Regions from separate parts of the Mus musculus genome. Here region 2 is linked to region 1. The links are chromatin contacts, called in public HiChIP or PLAC-seq maps. All regions are on one chromosome and are shown on one strand. The core of a region is the stretch at or near the end of the contact, and the rest is flanking DNA. Distances in the headings are between cores, read along the strand shown.

What was found. HiChIP or PLAC-seq counts read pairs in DNA pulled down with a chosen protein or histone mark.
Region 2: a contact with region 1 is called in an H3K27ac HiChIP or PLAC-seq map of extraembryonic endoderm stem cells. The contact joins the enhancer-like site here to the promoter of Ift88 in region 1. A contact is called at or near these places in 3 of 39 promoter capture datasets (the HPC-7 cell line, macrophages and stem cell-derived epiblast-like cells), 1 of 484 Hi-C or Micro-C datasets (pachytene spermatocytes), 4 of 115 datasets of contacts at active chromatin or transcription factors (the SCID.adh cell line, embryonic stem cells and extraembryonic endoderm stem cells) and 3 of 9 other capture datasets (adipose tissue, liver and pancreatic islet).

Annotation. Positions count from the first base shown.
Region 1 is chr14:57,420,678-57,428,050 of GRCm38.p6, forward strand. Ift88 (intraflagellar transport 88) reads left to right here and starts at 3,394. Exons shown (of 26, transcript NM_009376.2): 1 at 3,394-3,510.
Region 2 is chr14:57,464,419-57,471,791 of GRCm38.p6, forward strand. All of the region lies in intron 14 of Ift88 (intraflagellar transport 88), which reads left to right. Among named protein-coding and RNA genes, the nearest start is that of Ift88, 44 kb to the left of the region's middle. Within about 2 kb of position 4,238, at least 13 of the 459 cell types and tissues checked have an H3K27ac peak or open chromatin away from gene starts, as enhancers often do. A contact at or near this core is called in extraembryonic endoderm stem cells, where this site is marked.

The DNA of each region.
Region 1 (7,373 bases), core at 2,144-4,643:
CAGGCATAATATACTGCTTTGTTGACTAGTATATGCAGTGAGTAACTTTCTATTTGGGATCATTACTTTTCTCTTTTTCCTTTTGTGTATGTGTGTGTGTGGGGAGAAGTTGGTGGCGGCGGCGGCGGCAATGAGACATGGTCTCACTCTTCATCTCAAGCCGGCCTCAAAGTCATAGCAATTCTCCTACCTCAATTTCCTGAGTGCTAGGACTCGAGAAGTGAGCCACCACATGTAGCTTATTTTCTTTTCACATATACCTTTGAGTTGGATTACCTTGTCATCAGAAGGCTAAGATGGTGCCTTTTTCATCCTTTGAAAAATCAATACCAGGCTGGGGATGTAGCTCAGAGGCAGAGCACACACCCAGGATGTGTGAAGCACTGGGTTTGATGACCTGCATTTAAAAAAGTCAAGAAGTCAAGAGTGACCTTTAGTCATCCATCTTAATGCGGTCTGACTGGTCAGCAGTGTGCTATGAAATGAACACTGAACCCCTTTGATATAAATTCTCTGAACAGAACTGTTATCTTTATTCACTGCCTTTGGGCCATGCAGTGTGGGTACAGCTTGCAGCACATCATGGCTCCTTGAGTAGCTCATGTTAATTTCAGCAAGTTAGTGGCTGTGGTTTTAATGATGTGACTAGATCCTTCTACTAAGGTAATTTACAGTCCGGTATCCACTTATTTTTGAACAGATTGAAATTAATGGCAAGATTAGTTTAACCTGTAGCTTAGAAGTAAGAAATTCTGCAAATCCGAGCTTTGGATTAAAATATGAGTGCACTCTTTATTTCCAATATAGGATCCAAATATTTATCCAAAGGTCAGGAGATTTCTTTGAACTTTTATTTTTATTGGTTTCAGTAGCAAAAAATAGTGTTTATCTTTTTTAAAAAAGATTTATTAATTTATTATATGTAAGTACACTGTAGCTGTCTTCAGACACACCAGAAGAGGGGCATCAGATCTCATTACAGATGGTTGTGAGCCATCATGTGGTTGCTGGGATTTGAACTCACGATCTTCAGAAGAGCAGTCGGTGCTCTTAACCGCTGAGCCATCTCTCCAGCCCCCAGTGTTTATCTTTTTAAAGAATTATTATTTAGTGAGATCCTAAATTGGAGACAAAGTCTTAAAAAAAGGTATTATGATCATTTAAAACATTTAACTGGACTTAATAGTATTTTCTGGATAGCATAGGTGACAGTTCCTCTAGTGGTTACTAAATGTCTTATTAGAGTCACATGTTTATAGTGTTTAATCTGCAAGGCTGGTCTTGAACTCAGAGATCTGCTTTTCTCTGTCTCCTGGAATTAAAGGCATGTTCCACCTTGCCTGGGCCCAGCTTTTCTTTAACTGAAACTTGTTCTGTAGCAGGCTGGCCTTGAACTAAGAGATCTCCTTGCCTCTGTCTCCTGGGATTAAAGGTGTGTACCAACATGTCTAGGCCTAAGCTTTTTATGATCACTATTCCTCAAGATCCAGACCAAAATACTGTGTCATCCCAGGCCAAGATTCAGATCAAAAGCCTGTGTCTTCAGCTTCAAGATCTGGATCACAGATGTACCCTCCATCTCTGGATTGTAGTTCATTCCAGAAATAGTCAAGTTGACAATCACAGATAGCCATCACATGCATTTTGATGGTATTTACCCACCCTCATTACTATCTCTTGTCTTTTTTGCCGTTCTACATCCCCCTATTCCAAAAATACATCTTGCTCACTCACTCACAATCTTACAAACTATCTTTTCTTAGGAATTACTGAATCCCCAGTGTGTATCTCTAGATGGGCATCTTTTTCTGAGCTTTAATGATTATGATGATGCTGGAATCCAAATTAGGGCCTTGAACACGGCAAGCAAATGTTCTAACACTAAGTTACATTCCCAGCCCTCTCCTCTGAGCTTTATATTGTTATATACAATTGCTTACTCAGTATCTCTTCTTGCACATTCTTTAGGCATCTGACACCTGATGTGTTCTCCCTCAAACCTGTTTTTCCTTTAGTGTTCTTCATGTTCACACATGGAACTCTTTCACTCCATACCCACTTCATGGGACTCAGGCTTGTCTGCTACCCATCCCACTTTATATGTAACTAATTACATATGTTGACAGTTTATTTGATAATTAGTGTGGGAACAAATAAGAAAATATGTTGCCTGATGAACCTTTATTTTAACAAAAACATAATGTCTTCTTCTCAGACAAGGACTGGGTACCCTGAATGTACAGTCATTTAAAAAAAAAAAAAGTTCAGTGCTGGACAATGGTGGCACACACCTTTAATCCCAGCACCAAGGAGTTTGAGGCTAGGCTGGTGTACAGAGAGCTCCAGGACATCCAGGGCTACACAGAGAAACCCCGTCTCAAAAGACAAGCAAACAAACAAACAAAAAAAAAAAAAGAAAAAAGAAAAAAGAAAAAGAAAAAGATTGACTCTAGTATTTATCTTTCTTTTTTGAAGTGCAGTAACTTGTGATTCCAGTATTTTTTCTTTCTATATTGAAGTGCAGTAACTTAAAATATCCCCATGATGTTCACTAATTAACGTAACAACTACTTATTGACACACAGTTGCCAGATACTGTCAGTTACTGTACGATATACCCCACTTGCAAGGTAACCTTCTGAATGCTGATACAACACACCTGGATCAGAGATAAAGAGGTTTAGTCTTCAAAACACACCAAGTAGCCCGAACCTGACCAATCTAATAGTTTGTCCCCTACATCTGTCCCCACCCCCATCCGTGGGAGGCTAAGGTGGATGTTACATATTCAATGACTTTCTGACACAACTGAACAATAAAGGTTAGTAAACTTCAGTTTTTTTATAACGGGCTTCAAGTCAACATGCCCAACATTTGCTCCGGAAAGAAATATTATTTTGTCTTTAAGACAGGGTGTCCCCTGCTGGTCTTGTACTCCTGAGCGTCATCTCTACTCCCATTGCAGATGTGCGTCATCATAGCTGGCATTACATTACCTTTACTTTTTAATTTTCAGATTAAATTTATTTAGAGAGAACCCAGACAGGATTAATATGACAAATTTATGGGACGACGCGTACAATTCTACGCAATGTTCCACAGAAAACAGTCTTCCAAGGTTCCCAAGCCGCGTAGTGGCTCTGGGACACATTCTATTCATCCGGGCCATCTTGCTCTGGTCTCCAGCTTTGGGGATGGCTGCCTCGGGGTTCACTCGACCTTGGTTTCCTTCTTGTGATTACTCCTACACCTGTAGCATCTCCTGGACCACCATAAACATTGGGCCAGCCTCGAGAATCACTCCGCTGTTGGCGGACCACAGGTCCCAGCAGCCCTGCACTTCCGGTCACGAGCTTCCGGCCTCGCCCACGCGGCGCGGAGGCCTGTGGGAGCGGCTTCCTTGGAGTCGCGCCTGGCAACGGCTGGGCGTCCCGCTCTGGCCTGCCTAGGATCAGGCGTCGCTTCTTCCCTCGGCCCACTCGTGGTCAGCCCGCTCCTCCTCGGCGCGAGGTAGGAGAAGCGCCCGGCCCCTCGCGGCCACCCTCCCTGCTGCCCTCTCCCTGCCCCGTGCGTGAGCGGCGGCGGGGTCGCGAGGGCAGGCGGGCTGGCGGCGCCCAAGCCCGGCTCCTGGCGACTGCGCTTCCGTAGCCAACACTTGGATGGTGCTCCTCTCAGGGGGTGGACTTCCCGCTCCACCCGGCACGGCTACCCGGGCTAATGTCACACGGCTTGGCGATGCCATGGCAGCAGTGAAACTTTTAGAGTTTCACAGTAGGTTACAGCGAACATTTCTAATACTTGCATCCGGTGAAGCTTTGATTACCTAGTAATCGGGAGTAAAAGCAAAAGTACAGAAAAGAATGAATAAATCACAGTCTTATAAAGATAAAAACATATCTTCTGGGAATTGATTCTAGGACACCCAGTTTCCCTGGATACCAAAGTTCCCAGGTGCTCTTTCACATATATACGATGGTATATTTGTATTGTATATAAGCCATTTTCCCATTTTTGTTATCTTAGACTGTTTATTGCTCTATAATTAATTGTTATGCCTAATTGTTCAGGGAATAATGAAAAGCACGCTCGGGAGGCTGGGGGCGGGGGGGGGGGGGGGGAGCCTGTGCATGTTCAGTTCAGATAAAAAATTTCTCCCAAATGTTTTCAGTTTCTAGTTGGTTGAATCTAAGGATGCACAGACAAAAGATATCTGACTACTGTTTTCCCAAAAGCCTAAAATTCCACTTTTCCTTTTTATCTTCAACTCTGGTTGGTAACTTTGGAGAAACTACAATAGGCATTTTGAGTGTGAACTGTATCAAGGTAGAAGTATATAAAAAGGACTTTGCCATGTAAAATAGTTTCACTGGCAATATTGAAGTGACAGCATCCCAAATTATTTTTGAACCACCTTGGAGAATATAGAAATACTGAGTTGTATTATTTCTTAGCCATTCATAGTTGTTAGTAAAGGATAATTCATTTACTATTTCCTAGCCTTGCTTTCTACATCTTTAAAATTTTGTGTATTCCACTATTGGTCTGTCTCCCAGGTGTGTGTGTGTGTAAATCTGGTTAAAAGCCAGAAGAAAGGTCTAGTTCTAAAAGCTGATTGTTTCAATACCTTATGAATAAACGAAAGTGAGATCAGAAGAGTTTGTAAGGAGGGAGCTTTTGAGTATATGATTTGAAAGTGTGATCGATGGAGCAGCAGCTTCAGCATCCATCCCTTGGGAACCTATTGATCAACATTCTGGGGCTGTGGAGATGCTCAGTTGGCAAAGTGTTTGCTGCAGAAGCCTAAGGTCCTGAGTGATCCCTAGCGCCCACTTAACCTAATGTGGTGGCTGGGGGAGGCAGGAGGATTTGTGCTGCTCACTGGTTAGCTAGCTTGGCTGAATCTGGCCCCAGGTCCTCCTTCCCAGGGGGAGATCTTACCTCAAAAAACAAGGCAGGCAGTGCCTAAAGAGGATGACCTCTGTTTCCACATGCACACATTTACACCTGTACACACACACACAGAAGCTGTCATACCCACAACAAGGAATTCACATCCTGCCTGGGCAGAATAACTCATACCTGTTATCCCAGTGCTTGGGATGTGGGAGCAAGAGTTCAATGTCAGCCTTGTCTACATGTTGAGTTTAAAGCCAGCCAAGGCTACACAAGACCTTGTCTCAGAAACAAAACAACCCTCCCCTGCAAAGAAATCCCAATACATTTCCTCTCTGAGGGATCAAGGAATCTCCTTCACATAAGATTTTCTGAATCGGAAGCACTGGTGGCTGAGGGGCTGAAATGAAAAGCTGTAAGCTGCTGGCTTGTGCTCTGGTTTGAGCCACTGGTTTAGCAGAGAATGTCCCTCTTATCTGAGAGGGACATAGTCCAAGGCCCCTAGGGAAGTTTGAAACCTCATCAAACACAACCTTTTGTTTTGTTTTGTTTCGTTTTGTTTTGTTTTTTGAGACCGGGTTTCTCTGTATAGCCCTGGCTGTCCTGGAACTCACTTTGTAGACCAGGCTGGCCTCGAACTCAGAAATCCGCCTGCCTCTGCCTTCCAAGTGCTGGGATTAAAGACGTGTGCCACCACCCACCACACCCGGCTAAACACAACCTTTAGTACACTTTTTTTTTAATATACATACTTATGATAATATTTAAACTATACAAGGCACTGTAAGACATTAACAGTAAGAGTAAAAGAAAAGTACTTATAATACTATATTGAGATGCAAGTAATATAAATATGGTTTGTTGCTCTAACTTTTTATTTATTATTTATTTATTTATTTTCTGCTGTCCTGTTTTCCCAGTGCTTGGGATGTGATAAATTGAGTTGACACTTAAAGGAAATACTTTATGGCTTCCCTTTGACATGCTTGATTGCTAACATCTCTGTTCCTGTCCAGTGATTAGCAAGATAACAGTGATAACAAGATAACAAGATACCAGAGCAGTTAACCTGGTAACAGAGATAGCTGCTATTGACTTTTGGGCAGGTAGTCTATGCAGTGTGTATACGCTGGAAAAGGGAGTGGCTAACATCTCAAGAGGCATTGATTAGGATGGTGTGATATTTATCACTCTACTTAAAAAACAGGCAGCTGTTCCAGAAGCTAACACAGCGTTCCTGTTTGAACCAGACATTTCATGCCTAGGTATATACCCAGTAGAACTGAGTGTATATTCACCTATGGCTAGAGACATGGCTCAGCAGTTAAAGGCACTTGCTGCTTTTCCAGAGGTCTTAAGTTTCCAGTACCCATGTTGGCCAGCTCCTAACACAGACACATACATTTTAAAAAGAAAACATATTCAGGTAAAAACTTGCATATAAACATTCATAAGAGGGTTATTCATAAGAGCCCAAGGTAGAACCAACCCAATATTCATCTCCTAAAGAATAAAGAAGTCAAATGTTGTAATTTTATTATTCAGTCATGAAAAAGAATGCAATATAATGAAACTGTATCACAAACCCTGAAAACATGCTAAATAAAAGAAGCCAGACATAAATGCCACATACTGTATGGTCTCTTGCACATGGAATCTTAGCTAATCTATAGAGGCAGGAAGTCATTTAGTGGCTTTCAGGCGCTTGGGGAAAAGGAGGGATATGGGATAACTGTCAAAGAGCCTCAGGTTTTTGTTTTTATAGGATGAAGAAAATGTAATGGTTATACACTGTTTGAATATACTGGAAGCCAATGAATAACAGTAGCAAAATTATAGTTATGAAGTAGCAATGAAAATAATTTTATGATTAGGGTTCATCACAACATGAACAACTGTATTGAAGAGTTGCAACATTGGAAATGTTGTGAACCGCTGTTTTAAGAACTGAAGTAAACAGTGAACAAGGTTCACTATTATATTGACCCAGAAAATGCTACATAACTATACAAACCAAGAGGTCCAGATCTCAGTGTTCTATTGGGTGTGGTAGCATACGTCTTTAATCTGAGCGCTAGGGAGTCTGTACAGGCAGATCTTGGCAAGTTGGATGCCAATCTTCTGTGTACAAATAGTTCCAGGCTAGCTAGGGTTACATAGTAAGGCCTTGTCTCAATAAAATAATATAAAATAAAAAAGCAAACAAACAAACAAAAAAAAAAAACAATCCCCCAAAGCAGATAAACAGAACTACAAATCACTTGTGAAACTGACCAGGTCATCAAAGGTAGGCATATCAAAAAAGAAAAAAAAGCCACCAAGTACTTGAAAGCTGTCAGTTTAAAGAAGCAGTTTGCAGCCCTGGGGAATGATGGTAGAGCTAGTAGATGTGCCTCGGCCAAACAGTGGGCTTGGCCCCAGACTGGAGCCCAAAAGGAGTGCTGGAGTTTTATTTCACATGTTAAAGAATGGAAAACAGT
Region 2 (7,373 bases), core at 2,988-5,487, 45 kb after region 1:
ATGTAAAGTCAAGTTTAGTTTTTCTTTTTTCTTCCCTTTTCCTTTTTGGGCTGCCACTCAACTCTGTATCAGTTGTAAAATAATTATGTTTTTCTCATGGTGTTATAATGTCATCTTTGGCATATATCAAGTGCCTATGCATGCATGGATTTGTTTATGGAGTCTTTAATCCATTTATTCCATCCCTAAAACCACATAGGTTTGGGTTTTTTTGTTTTTGTTTTTTTGTTTGTTTTTTTGTTTGTTTTTCGAGACAGGGTTTCTCTGTATAGCCCTGGCTGTCCTGGAACTCACTTTGTAGACCAGGCTAGTCTCAAACTCAGAAATTCGCCTGCTTCTGCCTCCCAAGTGCTGGGATTAAAGGTGTGTGCCACCACACCCAGCTCAAACCCACATAGTTTTAACTTTTTATAATTCATAACAAATATTGCTATATGATAATGTTATAGTGTAAATGCTCATTTTTCTACAAAATTCATGAGTTGAGATCTTAACCACCAAGATCATAACCATTAGGAGATGTGACTTATGGGATGTGATTAAGTCATAAGAGTAGAACCCTTATGAATAAAATTAGTTCCCTTGAAAAAGATACTCAGAGAGTAGCTAACTCCTTCCAGTTTATGAGGATGCTGAAGAAAGATAGATGACCCTTTTCAAAAAGCAGACCCTTGATCTTGGACTTCCCAGCCTGTAGAATGCTAAGAAATAAATGTGTTGTTTTTTAAGCTACCCATTTGTGGTATGAGACAGAATTACAAGAATAAACCCTCTCCTTTGTTCTTCAGGGTTGCTTTGACTGTTCTTGGACCTTTAGAATCAGTGTTTCAATTTATGTTTCTGTTTCTGTTTCCCTCTCCCCCAATCACTGGGATTTAAACTTAAATCTATAAAATACTATTAATTTAAGAAATTAATAGACTTAGATTTTATGGAGTGACAAAATTGAACAGAATGTACAGAGTATTCCCACATTTCCCTCGTCACCTACCAGGCAGACTCCCTCACTGTCTAGACTATGTAGTAAGTACATTTATCACCTCTGATAAGCACATACAGATGCACCATTATTACCCGAGCCTGTGGTTTAGGATTCTCTCTTTGTGTTGTGAAACATGTGTGTATTTTATGTATCTATCAGTATAGTATCATACAGAATATTACCTTTGCCATAAAACTCCTCTGGTCATTCCTCCATCAGCTCACTGCCTTAGCTGCCATAGATCTATCTATTGCTTCCACAGCTTTATCTTTTCCTGCCTGTCATAGTGCTAGAATCTGTGCAGCTCTCACATCAGATCTGACATTTAGTGAAATGCCTGTGAGTTTCCTCCATGTGTTCTGTGGTTTGATAGCTCACTACTTTTTAATTCATAGTAGTGTTTCATTTTACAAGTGTCTACTCATTGACCATTCAGAGACATCTTGGTTGCTTCTAAGTTTTGGCAATTGTGAATAACACTGTTAAAAAACATCCTTGTATAGGTTTCTATCTGAACATAAGTTTTAAACTTTTGAGTAAATACCAAAGAATACAACAGCAAGGTCATATAGTAAGGACATTTTGTAAGAAACTGCTCACTATGTTCCAGAGTGGCTGTACCTGATAAGTTATTTCTCCACAAATAAAAGCCATTCAATTATATTAAACACAGATTTTTTTGTTTTTTGGGTTTTTTTTGTTTTTTGGTTTTTTTTTTTGAAGCTGCTCTTAGATAAGTTCACTGGCCCCCAAGAAAGGATGCCAGGAAAGTCACCATGGGGAGAGAGAGAAGTGAAAAGGTGAAGAGAAATTAAAAAAGAATGTGCCCACAGAGAAAGAGAGGGAGGGAGGGAGGGAGGGAGGGAGGGAGGGAGGGAGGGAGGGAGAGAGAGAGAGAGAGAGAGAGAGAGAGAGAGAGAGAGAGAGAAGGAAGACCAGAGTGTCTGGGGAAGGTAGCCCAGCCCATGGGTTGGAAAGTTCATGGTTGAGGGCAAGGTATGCTAGGTAGGGACTGAGGGATCCTGGGAGAGCCTGGAGGCCAGGGCTGCTTTGGTGTGTAAGTATGTAGCTTGGCCCCTGGACCCTTGTCCTGAGGTCTGAATCCAAACAGTACTGTTCGGCATTCCTTCCAGTGGCGAGGGAGAGTTCCTGTTGCTCTGCATACTTGCCAGAACTCATTGTCTTTAGGTTTGTCTTTTCTAATTGATGTAGAAAAGCATCTCACGGGCGTTGTTATAGTTTGTGATTTACTAGTGAAATCAAGCATCTTTTCTAAGGGCATTTTTATTTGCCAAGTGATTATTTTATATTAGCAGTCTTTGCGAAATTTCAATTTTATATTTATTTGTTGGCTGGTGCTGGGGAGGGAGCCTAGTACCTTACGCAGGTGAGTCAAGATTCTGCCAAGCTCAGCCCTTGGATTTTTTTTTCTTTTTCCTTTTTTTAGTCCCCGTCCGTGTGATTCAGGTTGGTCTTGAACTCCCCCTCTATCCCAGACTTCTCTAGAACTTCAGTCCTTCTGCCTCTGCCTGCATCCTGGGATTTCAGGAGTACACAGTCCTGCTCGGCCCAATTTTATAGTTTTCCTTTGTTCTTGTTTGGTTTCAGGAGTCCTTCACATATTTTTTTGTTTTAGTACTTCAATGAATAAGTGCTTCACAACTATCTTTTCCCAGTCTTTAGGTTTTTGTACTGGCTGGTTTTGATAGAACTTAGTGGGGAACCCCCCCCCCCACTCAATTCCCGATTCGGCGTGCACCCAAAAAATCACGAAGGACCATCTTGATGTAATTACATGAGGTCATTTAATGACGGAGCTCTGGACCGACATGCATCCCACACAGGAGATAACAGATGTCGGCCACGAGGCTCAAAAGCTAGGGGTTTTTATGGGGTAAGGGGCTTAGGGGTGTGGAATTCAGCATAGCGACACACTATTGGCTTATTCAAACATCAGCAGAAAACTTACATGTACGTGCAGGGTGTCAGAGTTCTGTGAGTTGTTGACTCAGTTCAGATAGCCCTGTTATGTCCTCACATTCCTCTTTATCTTATGGCCAAGATGTTCCCAGGAATGTTTTAACTACAGGGTATACCCAGGTTTGTTTTTCTTTTCTCTCAGCCCCAGGCAGCCTCTAGGCTCACATAACAACCAGCAATTTCTGAGTACTTTATATGACTTACAGGTTTTGAAATTTCATCTTTCTTTCAGTTTTGCACGTCGACTTGACACAAGCTGGAGTTACCTCAGAGAAAGGAGCCTCCCTTGAGGAAATGCCTCTGAGATCCAGCTGTAAATGCCTTCATTTTCTCAATTAGTGATCAAGGGGGGAGGGCCTAGCCCATTCTGGGTGGTGCCATCCCTGGGCTGGTCATCCTGAGTTCTATAAGAAGGCAAGCTGAGCAAGCCAGAGGAAGCAGGCCAGTATGTAACATTCCTCCATGGCTTCTACATCAGCTCCTGCCTCCAGATTCCTTCCCTGCTTAAGTTCTAGTCCTGACTTCCTTTGGTGATGCACGGCAATGTGGAAGTGTAAGCTGAATAAATCCTTTCCTCCCCAGCTTGATTCTCAGTCATGATGTTTTGTGCAGGAATACAAACCCTGACTAAGACAGTTTTCTTCTCATTTCTTGACATTCTGGAAAGTGCTTAGAATGTCACTGAAATCAGCAGATGAGGAGAGGAACAATCACCATCTCTGTATTGTGAGCACTCCAACTGTGAGCATGGTATATGCCTCTATTTATTTATGTCTCCTAAGTTTCTTTTAATATCACATTTTAGAGTTTTTTTTTCATCAATTTATTTATTTGTTCACTTTATATCCCAATATCTGCCCCCCCCCGTCTCTTCCCAGTCCCCCCTTCCCATAGCTCCTCCCCCATTTCCACCTCTTCTTCTCCTCTAAGAAGGGGGGGCTCCCTTGGGTATCACCCCCTACCTAGCACATCAAGTCATCTAATACCTATATACCTTTTGTTACATTTGTCTTATCTGATGTTGTTTTGGTTGTAAACATTTTGTTGTTGTTTTTGTTTTTCTAAACAGGGTTTTTCTGTGTCTAGCTTTGGCTGTCCTGGATCTTTTGCTGTCTAATGAGACAGGCTCTACCTTATCTCCTAGAACTTACTTTTACTTAATCTTAATCCCAAATCTTGAGCATTGCTTTTAGGCCATAAACCTCGACCTTATGAGTGATGTCACGTGTGCTTCACAACAGCCTAAGTGACGTCTGTGTTATCTCAGGGCTGGGTCAGTCCTGACTCCCACAGGCATTGTTTACCTCACTCCTACTCCTAGACCTTATCCTAAGCACTGTTTCTAAGTCACCAAGAGCCCAGCTTACAAATGAAGCCATGTGTCCTTGCGAAGAGCTTCAGTGTGAGCATGTAGTGTTTAACAGAGACAGTAATGTGACATGTAAATGCTGTGTTCTACTCACAGGGCTGACTTCATTATCATCAGAAAACTTCTTTTCCCCCAAAATGGGTTATGCTTAAATATGGCTAAAGTGAAATGATCTGGGCCAGACTCTAGAAGTCCTGGCCCAGTGTCTCTTCATGGAACATTTTTCCCCTGCCTGCTTCTAAGTCTGCAGGGGATCACCACACTTAACAAACTAGCTTTTTTTTTCTTTCATTATTTTTAAAAAGTGTGTGTGTGAGAGAGAGAGAGAGAGAGAGAGAGAGAGAGAGAGAGAGAGAGAGAGAGAGAGAAGGCTCACCTTTCCCCTCTACTGTTGATGTCAGCTGGGCTGGTTCTCTAGCTTCCACGGGTTCTCTGTGTCCTCCTCCTCTCTGGTCTCCTCAGGAGTGCTGTGATTGAGATGCTCACACTGTCAGTCTGGCTTCTATCTGGGTTCTATGGTTTTGCGCAAACACTTTACTCACTGAGCCATCTCCCTTGCCTGCTGTTGATTTTTGAGACAGAGTTTTCTGTGTATCCTAGGGTGGCCTCAAACTGCAATCCTCCTGCCTCTCCCACCATGCCCATCTGAGCTTCTTCACCTTACTAGATGACTTAATTAGAGTTCCATTGCTGTGAAGAGACACCATGACCAAGGCAACTCTTATAAAGGACAACATTTAATCGGGGCAGAGGTTCAGTCCATTATCATAATGGCAGGAAGCATGGCAGTGTCCAGGCAGACTTGGTGCTAGAGAAGAAGCTGAGAGTTTGGCATCTTGATCTGAGTACAGCCAGGAGAAACTGACTCTTCCACACTCGGTGGAGCCTCAAAGCCCACCTCCACATTGACACACTTCTTCCAACGAGGTCACATCTACTCCAACAAGGCCACACCTCCTAATAGTGCCATTTCCCATGAGCCAAGCATATGCAAACCAGCACTCTGGTGCATCTATTTCAATGCTCAGAAGTGATGATGTAGATATTTTTGCTTAGTTTCTAGTCTTAGAGGACAAAGCTTTCAACAGTATGCTCACTTAGTTGTACAATATAAATTGATACACAGACTGCTTCATTGGTAATCCGACTTTAGAAACCATGACTACATTCCCTCTAACCTTCTACATTTTATATTATTTTGTCAGGTGTCTTCATACTGAAAAAATTTTAATCCAGCAAGAAATTACTACAAATTGTTTTCCAGGAGGGGTTTTAGAAATGAGATTAATCAGTCTTTTTATCATTTATGATTTTAGTGTTATGCTTAGAAAGCCAGTGGCCACAAAAAAAGGAAATACTTGTTCATTGAGGCCAATGATAGGTCAAATTTTTTTGAAGTTTTTTTAATTCAGTAAGTTTCAGTTGAATTAAGTTGATAAATATATTAACAACAACAAAGCAATCTAAGTGATCAGTACCCTGACATAAAGTGACACTTTATTTATAAGGTACTAGTCCCTCATTTAATAGGAATGCCTAATTTATAAACTGGGGCCATAGAAATCTTATATTGATATCTGGATTGAGAAGTAAAGAATTAGTAAAGATAAAAGTGGGTAAGAGAGTATTCTAAGTAGAAGGAAGAATATTCTCTACATTCCAGATATCTGAAGTCTTTTACACACACACACACACACCAAAATACTTAAACTAAACTTTAAGGTGGAAGACCCCAGATTCCTCCAGTTAATACATTCCTTTGCTAAGGACCCTTCCAGATTTTAACCACATTCTCTTTATTTATACGTGAATGTTTCTGTGGATGTCATGGTGTGCATAGAGAGGTCAGGGGACAGCTTTCTGGAGTCCATTCTGTTGTTCTTCCTTTAGGTTGGGTGTGGAGATCCGACTCAAATGGTCCGGCAGTGAGTGCTTTAACCACTGAGCCGTCATCACATTCTCCATCTGTGTCCTCAGAATGCTCTTTGTGATAAACTTGTACAGTTCTGAGTGCCGTGATAGCAAGGAATGGAACCTGAGGAGCTCACAAGAGCCTCTTCTCTGAGGCAGCATGGGGCTGCAGTGTGAACCTCAGCCTACCCCTCACAACAGGGACTTGAAGTGTAGGGTAGTCCTGTGCTCATCAAGTCAGTGGCAGAACTGGATAAAATTATATAACAACTAGGTTTTGTGCTGAGGGAAACAGAAACTTGCCTCACCATTCTGTGTTGGAAGTTTGGGTAGAAAGTTTTCACCTCAACACTTGTGCCTCTTACTGTCTCTTATATCTAGTCAGTTCCAAATGCTTTTTCTAAGACTCAGTGTTGTCTTATAGGCCAGCTCAGTCTGCTCTATCAATGTAATTCTGATTCTTCAGCCCCAAGCATAACCTCTCTTTTAGCCCTGTTATTGTGTACTTACACACCCCATCATGAATTGCACATCAGAGATGATGGGACCATTAGTTACCTGATTGTCTGAGCTAAACTTATCTCCATGTCCTTTATCTCAGTGACCACCCACTAATTCTGCCTCCCTTTCTCTCTGAATGGCTGCCTGTCTCCTCTTTCTACCTATATAGATATAAACCTCATTTTGTTCAAGACTCGTCCATTCTATCTACCTATCCTCTGACCTCCATGACTGTCAGTGCAAATTGGCATATTTGGTAGCATCTTCAATCCTTGTCTGGGACTTTCAGGGTGCCGAGTGCATTCTTTTTGTCTTGCCACAGAGGCTCTAAATGATGTACCTTCTGTCTGCTTCCCAGGACATCTTTCTCTCCATGTTTTGAGTGCTTTCTGCTCCATGTAGCAGTTGCATCTTAAATAGGCCCAGCTTGCTGGCCTTACACATCCTTAGAGTGTTATTGATTCATCCTAGGAGACCTTTCTTTTTTTCAAGTCGTTCAGACTTGGCCTTCACACTGAGCTACAGTATCTGTGGAATCTCTGATCTCTCACCTGTCTTCTTGTACTTCTTTGTAAAGAGCTTGCTTTACTATTCTTTCCTCACAGGTGAGGCATTGTATTGTATCTACTC